2 separate regions of the Mus musculus genome follow, and region 1 is linked to region 2. A link is a contact called in public promoter capture Hi-C data. All regions are on one chromosome and are shown on one strand. The core of a region is the stretch at or near the end of the contact, and the rest is flanking DNA. Distances in the headings are between cores, read along the strand shown. Region 1 holds the start of Mmp10 (matrix metallopeptidase 10). Region 2 holds the start of Mmp13 (matrix metallopeptidase 13).

Region 1 (6,866 bases), core at 3,142-5,641, 230 kb before region 2:
GTTTAAAATGCTCATTCACCAGTTCCAATCTGTTCTCCTTCTTATAAAACATCTCAATTTTAACAGAATGGAGAGATTTCCTAGTGCAAAGACATTGCATTAGTCTTTCTTTTAGCAAATTAAACATTTGTATAGTTTTTACCTTTAAAAATCAGAACACTGTCCGTGTTGTGAGCCTCATAGGCAGCATCTAAGTCTGAAGGAAGAGTGGGCCAAAATGCTGATATCAAATGAAATTCAGGCTCGGGATTCCAATGGGATCTGCGCCAGAAGTACCTAATATACAAAAACCACAGTAGTCTTTCTCTTTAAAAATCCTAAGCATGGAGGAACAGTCCTCTGCCCAATGACGATTCACCTGTTTGCAGCGGTGTGCACTGGATTGTCCCACATGTGATTCCAGGCAACGGATACAGCCTGGGTGACAGGAACGTTCACCCCGCTCCAGTAAGATTCCATTCAAAATTATGTAAAACATTATATATTTTAGGAATCCACTAATATTTTTTTAAATGTTGTGTATCTTTCTAAATGTGAGCACCTTGGAAGATGGGACAAAAAACTTGGTGACAGGAGATTTACATAGGCAGGGCTCTGGGACAGCACAAATGGAAGGGATTTTTCTTATCTTTTTGTACTACTTGAGTATTGTGCATGCACATATACCAGGTTTTCTAAAATGAATTAATTGAAATAATAGTACTTTCTAATAAGGATAAAAATACTTGTCTGGTTCTAAAGATGGGGGGGTACTTTTAGAAGGTCTATGAGTTATGATATATAAAAATGAAAATAAAAATAAGAGACAAACTTCCCTGGTTATATGGATCTTATATTATACTGGCCAAAAATCATCTTCTGGGAGTCTAAAAAAATGTTCTGGACAATGCTAAGGAGATCTTTAAAAATACACTATAAACCAGAGCTGGATGATTTTAAAACATGCCAGAAATATTTATTATATTATATTTATTATATATATCCATTATATATGATCTTAAGTTTCTTTTTCTTTCTGAGCATTGATTACCAAAAGAGTAGCTAGGAAAATATTTTTGTCTAACCTGTCTTTAAAGAATAGGACTTCCCCTCTCAGCGTGCTGACTGAATCAAAGGACAAAGCAGGATCACATTTGTCTGGGGTCTCAGGTCTTGGAGAGACAGACAACACAGGAACCACTGTGGCATCGGAGGAGGGACCGGCTCCTGAAGGGAGTAGTTTAGGAGAAGCAAATGTTATTAGGTCAGGAATACATATAACAATTTACAAAGTATTTAAACTTCTTCATGGTGTTTTGAGATGAAACAGTATGTAGACATTTAATCCAGGGGTTAGGGAGGAGGCTCAGTTGGTGGTAAAGGAACCTGCTGCAGGCCTGATGACTTGGGATGTCTCATGTCATCACCACGTAAGACACAGATGGTGAAAGGAGATAACACACTTATTTCTACAGGTTGACCTGCACATGTATGCCATAGCACGCACGCACGCACAGGCATACTTCTCTTTCTCATACTTCTCTCTCTCTCTCTCTCTCTCTCTCTCTCTCTCTCTCACACACACACACACACACACACACACAAGTGCACACGAGAGCACACAATGTAATAAAAACAAAAGTTTTCCTGAAGACTTACTGTACCACATTCTTAAAGAGCACTGACTAAAGCAAGCAAGCAAGCAAGCAAGCAAACAAACAAAAACCACCCCTAAGCCTCTTTTTCTTCTTGCTTACCATACAGGGATTGAATGCCCTCTATATCATCTTGAGAAAGGTGGAAGTTAGCTGGGCTTGTGGAGAACCTGTAGACTGGGTACATCAGAGATTCTTTCTTGTCGGAATGAAAGAGACCCAGGGAGTGGCCAAGTTCATGGGCTGCAACCAGGAATAAGTTGGTCCCTGTTTGAGAAACCACAAATATTCAGAGTGTAACCGTTACTATTCCACAAACAAACACACATTGCTCATGCCAACCACACAGGGCATCCGTTTTGTTTTGTTTTGTTTTGTTTGTTTGTTTTTTGAGACAGGGTTTCTCTGTATAGCCCTGGCTGTCCTGGAACTCACTTTTTAGACCAGGCTGGCCTTGAACTCAGAAATCCGCCTGCCTCTGCCTCCCAAGTGCTGGGATTAAAGGCATGCGCCACCATGCCTGGCACACACAGGGCATCCTTGGGATCACACACTGTCTTACTCAATTACATTCATTAAACTACTCCTCTATTATGGGATTGGTAAACAGTGGTGAATAGCAGTTAACAGTGGTGAACAGTGGTACACAGTGTTGAAGAGGTTACACTCAAACCCTGTACAAGATCCTGAATTGTGGAAAGAAAGTTGAATGGCACTCACCATATTGTACTTGGAGCAAAGAAAGAATGACTCAGCTTACATGGTTCATTACCATGTAATGGGTAGATTACTAATAGGGCTTCAGGTTGCTACACAGCGAATCAGAAAGTACAGATAGCAGAATATTCCATTTGAGACTTGCTCTAGACAATCATGTTATTCTTGGACAACTCATATCTGACCTTATCCTACCTGAGGGTGCAAGTGTCCATTTCTCATCATCATCGAAGTGAACATCTCCATAAAATCCAGGGCCAGGTGGGTAGGCATGAGCCAGACTCTGTCCTGGCCCATCAAAAGGGTAAAAGTCTCCGTGTTCTGATGGTAAACAAATGTACAGAAATGTAAGTATTAGAATTTCCTCCAATCCCTTTTCAGTAAGAGAGCTCAGGGGCTGTATGGTTTGACAGTTTATTTCTCTTGAAATCTAGATGTAATCTTCAGTGTGATGGGAATGCTAGGCAGCCATCACCTTTAGAATACGATAAGGGTGTGAGTCTTCATGGATGCTTAGTGTCCATTAGTGTCTATGAGAAAGAAGTTGGAGGCACCTCTTGGCTGCTTTTGCCATAGGAGGTAACACAGGTGCTACCTAAGAACACACCAGATTGAGTTTTCCCACCCCCTTATTTTATATTTTTCAGATTCAGGAAGTCTGAGTGATACCTTTGTGTTGTTTACAGATCTTCCAATGTGAGATATTTTGTTTGAGTAGCCTGAATAACTCAAACACCAGATGAGAGCATTACCTCCAACTGCAAAGGAGATCATTATGTCAGCCTCTCCTTCAGAGATCCTGGAGAAAGTGAGTGGGGTCACCTCCTCCCAGACCTTCAAAGCTTTCTCAATGGCAGAATCCACACTCTGTCTTGGCAAATCTGGTGTATAATTCACAATCCTGGATAAGAGAAATCAAAGAAGGTAATCTTTGCTTCTGTGATGCTCCTGACACATTTATAACGCTGTGTGAAAACTCTGGAGCCATTACCTGTAGGTGATGTGGGATTTCCTCCATTTTGGCGAACCTGGGAAGGTACTGAAGCCACCAACATCAGGAACACCACACCTGGGCTTGTGCATCAGCTCCATAGTGTTGGAGTCCAGCTTCCCTGTCATCTCCAACCCGAGGAACTTCTGCATTTCTTGAATTTTTTTGACAACAGGACTACTGTCCTTTCTTTTGAAAATTTGTTTCTCATTTTTTTTAAAGTTGTAGTATTTTTCTAGGTATTGCTAGTGGAGAAACAAGCATAGTTTTAAAGAGGTTGCTATGAAATGTAAACACATACACAAATCTCAAGATCTATTTTAATCATTCCCAGTTTAGTGAAACACAAGTAGATGTAGTGCTTCATTTGATTTTTTTCCTGCAAAAATCCCTCATTTTATTATTTCATTGCAATTTAATTTGCTACCAAAGCAAGGAAGTCGGCATAAATGTATGAGCACATTAAATGGATGTATCTAAGTTTTCTATTTCCATTATTAACACAAACCTGTCAATGTTGAGTGTTGTTGGATAAATTCATTTTTTTTCACAAATGAAAAATTAGAGTATTCTTTGCTTCTTGAAGTTGTAGGAGATAAATATTATCATGCCCTCCCTCCTAAAGTATCTTAAATAGCATAATTCCAGCACAGGAGTGAGCTCATCCATTCCCAGTCTCCCCACTTCGGCTGCTGTCATTGTTATTTACCCCCAGTAACTGCGATTCCTTCCTTCCCTTTTCACTTTTCGGTGAAGATGGAGTTTCTACCTCTTACACTTGGATATTTTCCAACACAACTTCTAACTAACTCAACTACTGCTGCTGGAAGACCAAAGGGCAAGGCTGTGCCTCCACTTTGGTTGAAGCGGATCCCCACCACTGACTGATTACCTGAGCAAGATCCATGCTTGGGTGGCCTTGTGTCACTGCCCCATGCAGAGGATACGCTGAGCAGATTGGTAGGCTCAGCAGTGCCAGGATGGCTAGTGGCTCCATACAGACAGTCTTTACTTTAAAAACCGATCCTTCTCTAGCACCTGGTTTCCATATCTTCCCTTTAGTGGCCACTCTTTTATAGGGAGTCGGTGTTTAGGTCACTAAGCATGACTCACATGGGTGCTATTTTTAATCCAAATGACTACAAGAACATTCATAAGATGAAGAGAGAATAGCTTACATCAGTGAATCCCTCAACCTAGTAAACTTGAAAGAATGCTTAATCTCAAGGATGTGGCTTCTGTGTTTACAAAGAGGAAAAGGGACTGTCTGGGTAATTAATATTTGCAAAATGTTTAGATATTTTGAAAGCAGTGTAATTTTTAAAAACATGCCTTAGGCTTACATACATTCAGGCAAGGAGTGAATAGTTTAATGGAAAGAGATTGCAAAGTGAATGTAAGGACTGCTGTCTAGGAAGCTATAATGGCAGAAACTCCATTGCTGGAGTCCTTGGGTAAGAGGTATTTCCAGCCCTGGGGTAAGAGTACTCTGAGAAAGCAGTCAATACGGAGGAGGAAATGTACAGAGGTAAGAAGCTTGGGGCCCACCTACTCTCTGTTTCAGAATAATTGCTATAAGCATATACTGGCTCCATAAAGACGTGTCAAATGGAAATCAGTTAATTAACTATTAAATGAAAATATTCTTCCTACCTCTGTCCTCCTCTTCCTAAACCAGGAGGCTTTGAGGCCTTTGAGCCACAGCTTGGATGAGGGATGTGTACACTAGGCCAGCCAAGTCAGCTTGTGGCTTAGTGTAGGCACTACACAGAGAATATGCCAACCTAAAATTCAGAGAGGCAAAGAGGCTGACAGACTGAACCATCAGCTAGACTTGAGCAAGTATGTAATTTTATCCCGTGATTGCTTTCCCTATGGAAAACAAACAAGGTCTTGGTTTTATGTGTACTTCATGCGGGCAGCAAGTGCCTTTTTACTTTATTCCTGGGTTATTAGCTGATAGGGCTTGTTAGCAGGACAGATTGCTAACTGCCTGAGGTGCTGAGTCGACTCATTCTGAGATGCCTCATATTCATTTGAATCATTCCTTTGTTGTTGGTGGCACATCCTGCTGATGGTTCTTGTTGATCAGAGTTATGATTTTGACTGTGGTTGACTAACCATGAAAGGGTGTGCCTTGCAGGAGTGATTTTGGTGGATAAAAGAACTCTACTTTAGGCCACCACACCTGAAGGAGATTAATAACTTGGGGGTAATGGAGTCCTGTTTATTTTTAAGTAAGTTATTATTTATTAAATGTACCGAATATTTATAGAGTAAAACAAGCAGGCTTATGCAGTTCATTAAGGCAAAGTGGAATCCTAGAACAGAGCTCTTTTATGTGAAATTTTTAACTACATGTTATCTTTAATCTGCAGAACAACCTAAGAAGGTCAAGATTAGAATCATAAAAACTGAAGAATGATTTCACAGAAGACTAGCTCACCATACTTATATGCCGATCAAAAATGTTATGGCTTCTCTGGGTTGGTAGGTTAAGAAGGGACACAAAAATTTCCCTGGGAAGGGGAGAGAGAATAGATTTAGCCGATGGACTGGTTGCAGGTAGGAGTGGGAACAAAGGATCAGGTGGTGGGGAAGGGAGAAATACTGGGAGAAAAGCTGTATTTGTGAGGCGTTTTGGGGGTGAAGAAGAAAGCTAGTGCAGTGTAAACTCCAAGAGTATCCCTTTGTAAGACTGCTAGTGATAGAGAAATGGATCCTGAACCAGCCACCTTCTGTAACCAGGCAAGGCCTCAAGGAGGGACTGGGGCACCAACACAATCACAAAAACTCCGGCTTCCAGTTTGTTCTGCCTGCAGAGTGTTCGGATCCAGAGCCTAGCACCAGAGAGACTTCATCCAGCAACTGATGGGAGCAGATGCAGAGTTCCACAGACACACCGGTGGAGCTGTGGGAGTCCTGCTGAGGAGGGGTAGGAAGGATATGAGAAAGCAGAGGGGTCAGGGACACACCAGAAGAATACAGCCCACAGAATCAACTGACTGGGACTCAGGGTGGCATGTAGAAACCAGGGAGCCTGTGGGGGTCTGACCTGGGTCCTTTGAATATATGTTATGGCTGAAGCTAACTTGGTGTTCTTGTGGGAATCCTAACAATAGGAAGGGGTAGCAGTGTCCCTGACTCTTTTGCATACTTGTGGGACCCTTTTCCTTCTACTGAGTTGCCTTGCCAACCATTGATGTGATGGTATTGAAAGACTCCAAAAGGAGCCCCTCGCTTAGGCCTCAGGACAATAACAGACACCCAAGAACTCACGATAGACCAAGATTGTTGCAAACCACATGAGGCTTCAGGGAAAGCCAGAGCTCTGGGGATGACTCATATCCCACGCAGGGGTAGAGGAGTTGACCTCGAGGGGAAAGAGGTCCCAGTTTTTATAGGCCCTCAGAGGGGAAAGGAGAATGGGGGGAGTAGGGGATTTCCAGATCTAAACAATATCTATTCTAAAATGATTGATTCTTCAAGAAATGGGTATGGGAGGGGTACAAGGAAAGATTCTA
Region 2 (5,963 bases), core at 3,159-5,658:
TCAGAAGCTTCATAATTTAAATGGGAATAAGAGTATAAATACAAGGAAGAGCGGCCTGGAAAACAGAAATGAATTGTTTTCTACCCAGACAAGCAGTTTGCTCTCTCATTTTGAAAACATGATAAATGAATTATTAGTGTAGAAAGAAAAGGTACAACTATTTGCCAATGTAACTGTGTTCATCAGTTTTGCAACTGGTAGATTAAGTTTTACCATAAAGAAACTGAATTCCTTGAACGTCATCATCAGGAAGCATGAAATGGCTTTTGCCAGTGTAGGTATAGATGGGAAACATCAGGGCTCCTGGGTCCTTGGAGTGATCCAGACCTAGGGAGTGGCCAAGCTCATGGGCAGCAACAATAAACAAGTTGTAGCCTGTAAGAAAAACAAGAAACAATGAGAAAGCAAGACCCTTTAGTGAGGGGAAGATGAAGGAAACTCTAATCTCTCCATATCTTTTCCTAACTCAGCATCTTACTCTTATAGCTAGTGATCAGTAGCTTAAAGGAAGAGTCAAAGTGTTGATTCGAAATAGTAATCTGTATTACTATAAGAGCTATATCGTTCTCCATAAAGAATCAGTTACCTACAGTGGTATCAACAGCTTTCTCCCAGATAATTAGTAGTCAGTAGAGAATAGAATAGTTCTGATTTTTCTCTGTCTTCTCTAGCCAGGTTAAGTGAGAAGACAGAAATGATCCAGAATCAGCCATATGGGGGTCACATGAGGTCCCACATAGCTTTAGGCTTAGCTTAGAACATTATTCAGAGGGATAATGAACATGCTACTGTATTTCCACTTTTCCTCTAATAACTCTCTGCCAACTTTTAGACTGTTATTTTAAATTGTAAGAGTGCATGGTAAATGGAAAATGCTGGGGATGTATCTCAGTAGTAGAGCATCTGCCTCGTATTCACAAAGGCCCAATCTCCAGCACCACAAAAAGCAATGCCCCAAGACAGATGAGAGGGGGAGCTCGAGCCAGTGTTTTATTTGCTCATTAAATATACTTTGTTATCAGAGCCAATGTGTAAAGAAAATAAACTGACTTGCACTCAAAGGTCACATGGTTGGGATGAACAATAATTATTGCAGTGAATAGTAATTAGTCACTTAACTATTTTTAACCTTCATCTGAAAACTTAAGTCAGATTTTTCCTGTATATATTTTCAATTATTTCAACTAAACATTTCAAACCTGTGATTCATGTAAGAGTCTGAGTCTGGGACTTACTGTGACTTTTAACAATACTAGCTGCTCTTCTCAGGAAACCCACTCTTCTTATGAGATACTAAAAGCATGAATATGTAAACCATCCCCTTCCCCTCCAGAGACAGGTTAAAAGTATTGGAGAGGTGGCATTCATTGTGAATGGGCCAATTTTACTCTCACTTGGGCAGGAACCCACTCATTCATTCATTCATTCATTCATTCATTCTTTACTTATTTACTCTCTTAAATTTTTTGAGACAGAGGCTCCCAATACAACTCAAACTGGACCCAAATTCATGATCTAACTTCAGCCTCCTGAGTGCTGGGATTATAGCTGAACATCAACCATGGCTTCCATTTTATTTAAGTAAATAATAAAAAACAACTTCTATGATGATTGTTCTTAGTTGCTCTAACTCAGAATCTCTCTTGATCCAAAGTTAAATCTTACTTTGAATATTCTGAGGCTGTTCTTGGTAAGTTAATATCCCAATTATTTTGAGCTTTTAAAAACAAGAAGTAGCTGAGAATGGTAGCTACAGAATCACAGATCTAACTACTGAGAGAATTTATTGAACACTTAGTTTCATTTTACTCTCATAAATACAACCACACCTGCACACTAGCTATTTTGAGTAAGATGTCACCTTGTTTTTGAAAAGCAGTGTTTATGAATGAGTGCTGAGTCGGGCAGTGTTGGCACATGCCTTTAATCCCAGCACTTGAGAGGGAGAGGAAGATTTCTGAGTTCGAGGCTAGCCTGATCTACAGAGTGAGTTCCAAGACAGCCAAGGCTATACAGAGAAACCCTGTCTCAAAAAAACAAAAACAAAAACCAAAAACCAAAAAAAAAGTAAGTAAGTAAATAAATAAATGAATGAATGAATGAATGAATGCTGTAGGAAAGTCTGAGACAAGTAACGTGCCTAATGAGGTATAGAAGTTTAACTAGCCTATGCCATTAATATTTCAGCCAAAAAAAAAAAGTCTATTTCAAATAACATCCAATATAGTTGTGGACCATAGCACCAGCCATGATAGTTTTTAGAGATAGATTTATAAAAAACTATATTTCTTTAAACAGCAAAACTATAAACCAAAGAAAGAAACAGAACCATGCCTAAAAGAGAAGATGTTTGACCCCATTTCAAAAAGAATATTCTTGAGGTCATAGCAAGAAATATCATATAATTTATTCATATTTAATGATTTGTACAAAAAAAGTTTGGTGTGGCACCAATTAGCACAAAATATACTTTTGTTATTTTAGAAAGCATAATCAAATGCTAAACACGATTTGCTTGTATGCTTTCTAACTGTGTCAGTGAGACTATATCCAGTAACATGAGCTAAGTCTTTACAAGGAAGATTACCTTTGGAACTGCTTGTCCAGGTTTCATCATCATCAAAATGGGCATCCCCACCATAGTTTGGTCCAGGAGGAAAAGCGTGTGCCAGAAGACCAGAAGGTCCATCAAATGGGTAGAAGTCACCATGTTCTATGCAGACAGCAAGAGTTAGAGTCCCATTATATATACTGTGCCTGACTTGGCAGCTTTTTCAAATGCTTTGAAATTGGTAAATGACTGGTGAAAGGAATAAAAAAAAATGAAAGCAAGGAAGGATTAGTGTATGAGCATGTGTCTAAATAACTCCACACCCTTACCTTTAGTCCCAAAAGATATCATGATGTCAGCAGTGCCATCATAGATTCTGGTGAAATTCAGTGGTGTCACATCAGACCAGACCTTGAAGGCTTTTCTGAAGGCCTTCTCCACTTCAGAATGGGACATATCAGGAGTATAGTTCACAATCCTATTCAACATAGAAAATGTCAGCTAAATTTTGAAAGGTTAAAACTGTTTGTAAAACATACTCTCTTAGGGACTGGTGAGATGGCTCAGTGGCTAAGAGCACTGGCTGCTCTCCCAGAGGTCCCGAGTTCATTTCCTAGCAATCACAAGGTGGCTCACAATCATTCATAGGGCTATAGGGAGATCTGATATCCTCTTCAGGCAGGTGGCTGTATATGCAGCAGAACACTTGTACATTAAATAAATACATTAAACAAACAAACAACATAGAACAAAAAAAGCAAATATACTTTCTTAGAATATTGCTTTTCAACTTGAAATGGCTGCTTTAAAGTTTCCATTAGATATAATAGGTGCTTTAAAAGAATTAAATTCAAGAGTTCTGTCTAATATTTAATCACTGTCAAATAAATAAATACCTTGGCACCTTAAATTTAACATATTAAATATAAATTTGTTGGCAGCTAAAATCTGGCACTGTAGGGTCTGAGGAAAGAGTGGAACCCTCCATCTTCAGGAACATCATCATAAATACAGCAAAAATTTTTTAAATTTCTTCCCTGACTTGTGGTTTCATTTCTACAAGAAATATCTTGAGACACTCACCAAAAATAATGTTGGGGCTAGCATTGAGATAATAGGTCTTACTAATTTATTAGTTTTTTATGTTGACTTACAGAACTCATTTAGAAATACGTGTAATATAAACTTTTTAATTTTGCAGAAAAATGCAATCAGATATTAAATATAAGTTACTTCTGTGCTTCTTAACCTTGTATTAAAGCTAATTCTGAACCGAACCTCCAATTAACTACTCCAGGCCTACTTAACGTCAGACACGTAGAAGAAAAAAGTAACATATGTGAGGGACAGAGCCTCTGCTTTACCTGTAAGTTAAGTTCGTTTGGGACCATTTGAGTGTTCTAGGGAAAACATTGTATTCACCCACATCAGGCACTCCACATCTTGGTTTTCTCATGATGTCTAAGGTGGGATCATCAAGTTTGCCAGTCACCTCTAAGCCAAAGAAAGATTGCATTTCTCGGAGCCTGTCAACTGTGGAGGTCACTGTAGACTTCTTCAGGATTCCCGCAAGAGTCGCAGGATGGTAGTATGATTTCAAGTAGTGCTAGAAAAGAGACCAAAATAACCAGCTTTTAAGAGAATAGGGATTTGAGAAATGCACTACAGTGCCATCCTTGGCAGAATACAGTACCTCTGCAAACACAAGGTCTTCCTCAGACAGGTCATCATCATCATCATCACCATAGGGAAGGGGCAGGGACCAACAGGGAGTCCAGCTCAACAAGAAGAAGGTGGCCAGGATAGCTGAATGCATGGTGCCCAGCAGTGCCTGGAGTCTCTCCTTCCCAGGGCAAGCATCTTCTATTTTATAGCATGATAGTGATGAGTCACCACTTTGGGGTGTGTGTTAACTTCCTAGTGAGGCGAAGGTAAACATGCTTACATGGTATTTTTTTTTCTTCCTAAGTGTGGTTTGTGGCAGAATCTGAGGGAAATGGAAAATGAAGGCATCTCTACTTTCAGTGGGGGAATATCAAAACTCATCTGGCAAAATAAACAGCCTCAGCATTTTCATGGATATAGTGGGGAGAAGCAGCAGCTAGTATATTTTTCACTTCACTGGACAAAAATGTTGTCTTCCTTTTGTAGGGAAAACAGCTACTCTGAGTTTTTCAGGTAATAATAATAGCAAAGTAAAATGTTTGTTCCTGTAAGGAAAGACAAAGTTCTGTCCACAAAATGGTTATAGGTTGATGAGTTCTCAACTCTATTCTGTCTTGAGCAGCAACAGTGAGAATCCTTGCTGTATTTCCTTGAAGGCCTCAGAAATGTATAAGAACCAAGCTTGAGGTCTTTAAGACACTGTAGATGATTGAGTCCTGCCACAGACCACCGCAGTCGGGTATGGGGGTCCCTGGAATGAGGGTCCTTGAAGCGAGGTGGGTAAGGATTCAGTGGTGACAAACAGAAACAAACACAGAGGCAGTTTGAATCTGAGTGTATTCTGCAGCTCTCAAGCAGGGGGTTTTATACATTAAAAACTGAACATTACATTTCTTAGAAACTGTATCCAGTGAAACAATCACAAATACCAACAAAAGTCATCTGACACAGTAAAGCACAAAAATCATCCAAGCATTACAACTCTGAAACTATGTATTCAGTGAATCACAAACAGAACTGGTAACATCATTATAAATCATCAAAATATAACAATTCTAAAAGAATGTATTCAGTGGGAGCTGTCGTCCAAGGCTAGTGGTATATTTCCAGGAGCAGGTTAATAGATCTTTAATGGGCTGAACTAACTTTCTAGCCCCATGGTCAATTATTATTTAACATCTAGTGCCTGTCTTTTTGTAATCTTCAATGTATAAATTTGAACTATTTTAATTCTTTCTAATTAAGGCTTTCTTTACCATATCTCAAAATCTACCTCCAATGACACATGTGTAGTCATATGAAATTTTATTGTTGGGAAAATTTTTATCATAATAGTTTTGTAAATGATTTGGAAAGTAAAGCGTTGGTTTCCCTGGGGATAAGGTCATCTTAGTGGCCCCATCTCTAGGAGTGGTTTCTTACCCATTATTCTCAATTAAGATCTTGGCCTAGGCTACCAGGAACATGTAAATAAGAAAAGGAATAAGAGAAAGCAAAACAGATAGATTGCCATGAGAACTACAGCTCAATCATTTTTCTCTGGCAAAGAGTTCCACAACCAGTTCCAAGAGGCCTCCCCCTTTTGAGGTCAATCGCCTCAGTTTGTGGAACTTGTCACACAGATCTTATTGGAGGTGATGTGGCAGAGTCCTAAGCTGGAATTTTAACATCCTGGCATAACCTTTAGATGGCTGTGGAGACCTGTGTGAATTTCCTACATGTCCAAGCACCTGTATCTGGGCTCTGT

What was found. Promoter capture Hi-C pulls out the DNA fragments that hold promoters and counts their contacts.
Region 1: a contact with region 2 is called in a promoter capture Hi-C map of macrophages, with 6 read pairs. The contact joins the promoter of Mmp10 here to the promoter of Mmp13 in region 2. A contact is called at or near these places in 9 of 39 promoter capture datasets (the 3T3-L1 cell line, the C10 cell line, cranial neural crest and 4 more), 1 of 484 Hi-C or Micro-C datasets (cortical neurons), 1 of 115 datasets of contacts at active chromatin or transcription factors (large pre-B cells) and 2 of 9 other capture datasets (adipose tissue and liver).

The regions. Positions count from the first base shown.
Region 1 is chr9:7,499,867-7,506,732 of GRCm38.p6, reverse strand. It overlaps Mmp10 (matrix metallopeptidase 10), which reads right to left and starts at 4,391. Exons shown (of 10, transcript NM_019471.3): 1 at 4,235-4,391; 2 at 3,343-3,587; 3 at 3,104-3,252; 4 at 2,547-2,672; 5 at 1,737-1,901; 6 at 1,065-1,206; 7 at 143-276. The coding sequence starts at 4,339.
Region 2 is chr9:7,270,959-7,276,921 of GRCm38.p6, reverse strand. It overlaps Mmp13 (matrix metallopeptidase 13), which reads right to left and starts at 4,408. Exons shown (of 10, transcript NM_008607.2): 1 at 4,245-4,408; 2 at 3,916-4,157; 3 at 2,881-3,029; 4 at 2,588-2,713; 5 at 214-375. The coding sequence starts at 4,367. Gm31639 (a long non-coding RNA gene) reads right to left here. Exons shown (of 5, transcript XR_379095.2): 5 at 5,414-5,963.